Regions from separate parts of the Mus musculus genome. Here region 1 is linked to region 2. The links are chromatin contacts, called in public Micro-C maps. All regions are on one chromosome and are shown on one strand. Each heading gives the region's core, a stretch centred on a gene start, on an enhancer-like site or on the middle of the called end of the contact. The rest is flanking DNA. Distances are from core to core; before and after follow the strand shown.

Evidence for each region. Hi-C and Micro-C count contacts between places; a contact is called where the count stands out from the background.
Region 1: a Micro-C map of muscle stem cells shows a contact between it and region 2, with 9 times the contacts expected there. The contact joins two enhancer-like sites. A contact is called at or near these places in 1 of 39 promoter capture datasets (cranial neural crest), 3 of 484 Hi-C or Micro-C datasets (muscle stem cells, nephron progenitors and pre-B cells), 6 of 115 datasets of contacts at active chromatin or transcription factors (embryonic forebrain, embryonic stem cells, fibro-adipogenic progenitors and 3 more) and 1 of 9 other capture datasets (adipose tissue).

Annotation. Positions count from the first base shown.
Region 1 is chr2:7,113,866-7,116,565 of GRCm38.p6, forward strand. It overlaps a transcript of Celf2 not described here. Among named protein-coding and RNA genes, the nearest start is that of 5031426D15Rik, 190 kb to the left of the region's middle. Within about 2 kb of position 1,431, at least 75 of the 459 cell types and tissues checked have an H3K27ac peak or open chromatin away from gene starts, as enhancers often do. A contact at or near this core is called in muscle stem cells, where this site is marked.
Region 2 is chr2:6,875,440-6,878,139 of GRCm38.p6, forward strand. All of the region lies in intron 1 of Celf2 (CUGBP, Elav-like family member 2), which reads right to left. Among named protein-coding and RNA genes, the nearest start is that of Celf2, 8.2 kb to the right of the region's middle. Within about 2 kb of position 1,297, at least 16 of the 459 cell types and tissues checked have an H3K27ac peak or open chromatin away from gene starts, as enhancers often do. A contact at or near this core is called in muscle stem cells, where this site is marked.

The DNA of each region.
Region 1 (2,700 bases), core at 181-2,680, 240 kb after region 2:
GTGTGTCACTTCAATCCATGACTATCCAGAGCGCATTTTCCTGTCCTGGACTGCCTGGCCAGGTTGTGGGATCTGGAGGGCCTGTGTTTCATAATCACAGATTGTTGGAGCCTAAGTAAGTGATCTCCACCCTCAAGCCCATTAGCAAATTCATCTCACAAGCAAGCTCACAAGGCTCACAACAGGGAGAGAGTTGCTTCCCTGGGCAGTAAATGGGAAGCGTTGAAAGCTGCCCCCAAATGTCCAAAGATCACAAGTGCTCAGATGACTTCTCACAAGAGAAAAACCCATTGCTCCATGTGTTCGAATTTAGCTAGCCTTTGCTCTCAGTGACATCCTGACTTATGGACAATCTCATGTGATTCCTGGTTTTTTTTTTTCTCTCAGTTCCCAGGGAGCAAGTATCTATCTATTAAGCACATGCTCAGAGCAGCTGAGACCATCTATGGGAAATCTTGGGGTAAAATCTAGAGCGTGTAATATGAAGTGCTAGGACTTATTAGAAACCAACAACTCCCCCCCCCCCCTCTCTAAACCTTATTTTCCGTAGATCTTTCTTGAATTGTTTGCTTAAGGAGTTAAGTGCTTCCACTCACAGAAAATTTCCTTGGCACAGACATTAAATTAGCTGGGACTGAGCCTGAGCCCAGAGAGCTTCTCTCTCAAAGCTGGATGCTAGTCTTTCCCAGAGCATCCTGGAATGCTGTCTCCGGTCCTAAGCACGAGCTGGAAATCTTGGTGTATGTAAAAGTCTAGCATAGGTTGAATTTCTTTCTAGGAACCCAGAAGCTTCGATAATCTCCTTCTCTCCCACTCTACTTTCTTTCCCGTGTCTCTTTCTCTCTCTTCCCTTTTATCCCATCCCTTCTGTCTCTCTTTTCTCTCCTCCCCCTCTTCCTTCCCTATTCCTGTCAGTCTCTCTTTCTGGTGCCTTATGAGTTAAACGAATCAAGCAATAATGGTGTAAGGAACAGGAACCAGGATAGTGAATGAACCAATAAAATGGCCAGTTCTTCCCACACAATGGAGAGCAAACAAAGCGGCTCTCTGGATGGAATCCGTTCAGGAGCAAGAGGAAGACTTCCAGAACCACAGAGTTTGAGGGGCAAAGGGGAGGACCACGTTGGGATAAAGAGGGAATCTCATGGAAAAATGAGAGGCCGGCCAATGAATGGTAATAAAGAAACGTCACACTAGGAGGACTATGTCCTTTTCTTGACTGTAGTGTGTCTTATTTCTGTGGTTTTAATATACGCAGGCATATTCAGAAAACCATGAAGTCTGACTTCCTTAATTTTTGGCAAGAAGTAGAAGACAAGAATTTAGACTTCTCTACTATTGGTGACTCTTCTGTGTGCTGTTAGGGCCACGCAGTTCCCTTGAGGTGCAGGGTCAGGATGAGCCATGCCTGACTGCTCAGTGAATGGTCACTGATGCCTTCAGTGCTGGCTCCAGGCTGACACCTGCTTCACGCAGGCTGGGTTGGGCTCAGCATTACCATGCTGTGTTTTTCTTTTCACCATGGAGTCACAGCACAATGCCCTTGGGATTTGCCATGGTGATGAAATTGAATGTTAGATCACAGAAAGGATGGTAGTACTGTGTGTTGCAGTCTTTTTCTTCACTGATGGTAGTTCCTTCAACAACGTAGCAAGGATCTGAGGACTTCAGCTTCTGGCAAGGTTAAGGAAATGCAGAAGACAACTGGGAGATAGGAAAAGCTCTTGGAGAATCTTTGCTCATGCACAACTTTAAAGACAAGTGAAGTTATAAGACACATTGTATCGCTTTGGGGGAAATTGAAGAAGACATAATCAGAGGGACAGAAGCAAATGTCATAGAGGAAAGTGTACACTGTTTAAATGCACTCCGGTCTGTCAATTATGAGATGGGTACTACACCTTATAATTCTTTGTTTACAGGCATTCGGTGTCTGAAATACATTTTCCCATTAAGGCTCCAAGGTCAATGACACAGATAATTAACCAGCTGATTTAGTGCCTTTAATTTTCCTTGAAGCTTGAGTGAGACACCCCCACCATCCAGCCCAGCCTTGAGATTCCTATTCCAAGCGGGTCCTGGGACAGTGCTGCCTCTGTAATGGGACACTGATGTGATCTGTGGCTGAGGCTTTGACTAGCAGCATCATATGTCCACTTAAATGATGATGAATGCTGCCTTTGTTCCAGACAGGAAGATGTTATTATGCTGACTCATATTGGTGACTTCTCTGGGCTTCCCAGCAAGCATTGCTGCAGGATTTAATGCTGCTGATTCCTTACAGAGTTCCAGAGAGAATAAAGCAAACCGGGGAGCCCAAAGAAAGGCAAATAAAGAGCCCCAGGTGTAGTGAAGCTTAACACACCAAAGAATAAAGAGCAGCTGGTGTCTCCTCTTCTTTTTGTTTTCTCTTTCACTGTTGTGGCTGGGAGTCTGAAAGTTATTTCTACCCTCTGCCAACTTTGTTCACTTACTAGTATCTGGTCCTGTACTTCACCTATCAATAAATAGAATTTGAAATCTCTCAACCCAGGGATATTATTTCTGCTTCAACTTATTTCAGGATGCCACAACCCCAAATGAAAATCTGCAGATTGCTGATAGCTATGCCAATATCATCCAACTGCTAACCCTTCATTGGTGGCACCTATAGATAGATTGTGGGCATTGGAATACAACTGATAGGGGGGAGAGAAAGGC
Region 2 (2,700 bases), core at 47-2,546:
GCACTTCAAGGGAAAGTTTCTGAATGACCTCATTTTACATGCGGCTTTCCAAGGCAGGCAGTGCGCTGTGCTGTTTCAGCTCCACTTTCCCTCCTCAGCATCCCATACTGTTGTGTCCAGTGGCCATTGTCTGAGCACTGAATTATCACCAGGGTTAAAAGCAAGCGTCCCTCGATAAAACAGGGTGCTAATAACGCATCTCACGTAAAGTGTGCATCCTTGAAATGGAAGAGTCCTCTTCCTTCCACCCACTCACGGAACCGGAATACATTCCACTAGCTATGAATCTTTCAACTTTTTCTTGTTGTTGTTGTTGGTTTTTGCAAAATGGATACTTGCATCTGAAACTGAGACCTGACAGCTCATTAATGTTCATAATAAAAGAAGTTTTGTTTTTGTCTGCAGATAACTTTATATGGCTTGAGACAAATTTCTATATTTTATTAATCCTGTTCTTAGCTTCCCACATAATTGTACCTTTAAAAGCACTGGCCATCAGTAATTAACAAAGATGTGTTTGTGTTGTTCACTGGACTCCAAAATCCCATTTATGAGTATTTTTTTTTTACTTTCCTCGCTATTGGCTACTCAACACAAACCAAAGGCCAAAATATCTTTTCCCTATCACACTTTTGGATTCAAATTTTATTAACATAGTTGTTTCAGTTTTAAAAAAAGAAAACAACAACAACAACAAAAAACAAATAAAAGCAAGCCCAGTGTGCTCAGAGCCATTTGGAACAAGAAATGTAGGCCCTATTATGGGATTTTTTTAAAGGGATATTAACTAGTCTATCTCCTTAGAGAACAGCTTCTACTGACATTGTGCAGTCATGTGTTGTTGTTAGGTCCCCCCCCCCCCAATTTGTTTTTAATAGAGCCAAAATACAGCATGGTGAATTTGTCTTCCTTCTGAAGAGGCTTTTCAACGGAAGCTGTTCTTTGTATACCTACCTTCGAAGTGGAAAATGAGATGCCCCTCCAGGGCTGTCAGGAGCTTCCATTCCAAGGGCAGAGAACGTTAATATTCTGGGTCTTTCAGACCCAGAGGCCAGCCATTGCCTCATTTCCCCCACTAACCTGGCCTTTCCCTTTTCTCCTTTCTCCATTAGCCCACTCCTGCAAACCTTTAATTTTTCTTGCTCAGCCTTCTCTTCCTTTCTCTGCCCCACCCACCACTTTTTCTTTCTGTCTTTCAAATGGGAGCCAGACAAAGTCTCACCCTCCTCTACAGCTGTGTGTCTGAGGCGGCGTGGGTGGCTACCAAAGTGAAGTGAGGAGTTGGCCGAGGGTTACTTATTTCTACCAGAAATCAAATGTCACTTGCCTTGACCATGGCTGGTTTCTGAAGTAGCAACAGCTGTCTCTATAGGGAGCGGCAGGATTTCTTTCCAGACGTTGCCAGAAGAAAGGAGGGGTAGGGTGAGAGATTGTGTACCACAAAGCAAGAAGATAGGATGGGAACATTTCAAAGAAGTCTGGGGAAAGGGTAGGAAGAAGAAAAAAGGCTTCCCTGTCTAGCATGGAGATTTGCACACGGAAGACAGTGGAGGGGATGGGTGCAGCCTTTGGAAGGAATGTTCCAGAACCCTTTTGGAAGTTGCTGAGATTTGTCAAATGATACTAGCGCCCTTATTTGGTGCCAGACTGGCGCCAGGAACAAAATGTATACTTATCAGAGTGACGTTTCTAATTCCCTTGCAATCCACCCATCAACAACCTAGCCCATCAAATGTTTCCCCTAATCCACAGAAAGTTATCTGACTCTCTCCCAAGTTGTCAGATTTTTAAAAGGGAGAAATTGCTGCTTGACAAACTACAGCAGCTGAGCAGCAACAGCTGGAGGACCCAGTTGCCTGCATAACATGAGGTCGTTGAGAGAGCAGGAACAGGTGGGCGGGGAATAAAAAGAAATCAACAAATGGATGTGGTAAGCTTTAGGCCTGGGGTTGACTGAGATGGATCTTATCCGGAATCAGAATTTTCAATGAAAAAGACAATCGGCTTCATTTGTCCAAAGCTATTTTCTGTTTTTGTTCATTTGTTTTTCATGAGCAAATACAACTGGAAGAAGAGTGAGGATTAAGAGACTAAAAGGTTGAGTTTCTGTAAAAATAAAGTACTTACTTCCAGTGATAACTGGTTACCAGCAAAGAGAATTGGGCTCTTAAACATCTGACTTCGAGTTTACAGGTCAGACCCTTTAGGGCAAATGATAATTTTGAACTGAGTAAAAGGATCATGAGATTTAAGAACGAAACCTGTTGGATTCTCAATTTCATTTTGTCAAAACATTGATTGACTCCAGAACAAGTCATTTAACATTGTGTGTGATTAATCAACTAGACTTTTTTCTTACTTGTGGTCATTACTTCTTAGTAGAGAAGAATGGCTCACCATTCAAAGCTTGCCATGATCCTCAGATAAGGCGTATAATGTGGCAACCTAATTATTACTATAGCAATTATATAACTGAGCTATTAAAGTGACACGTAGGTTGAAAATATATCAAGGTATTGAGATCAGGAAAAATTCTTTCTATAATAATACCTCAAATCTGAATCTACTTTTAATCTATAAGAGAGGTTTTCGAAGATCCCAAATGCCTATCTAAATTTGCTTTTGATGCTAATTCCTACTAAGTCTACTAGAGGAAATTTCTTTTCTTCCTCATAGATCTTCATGGAAATTTTGCCATTT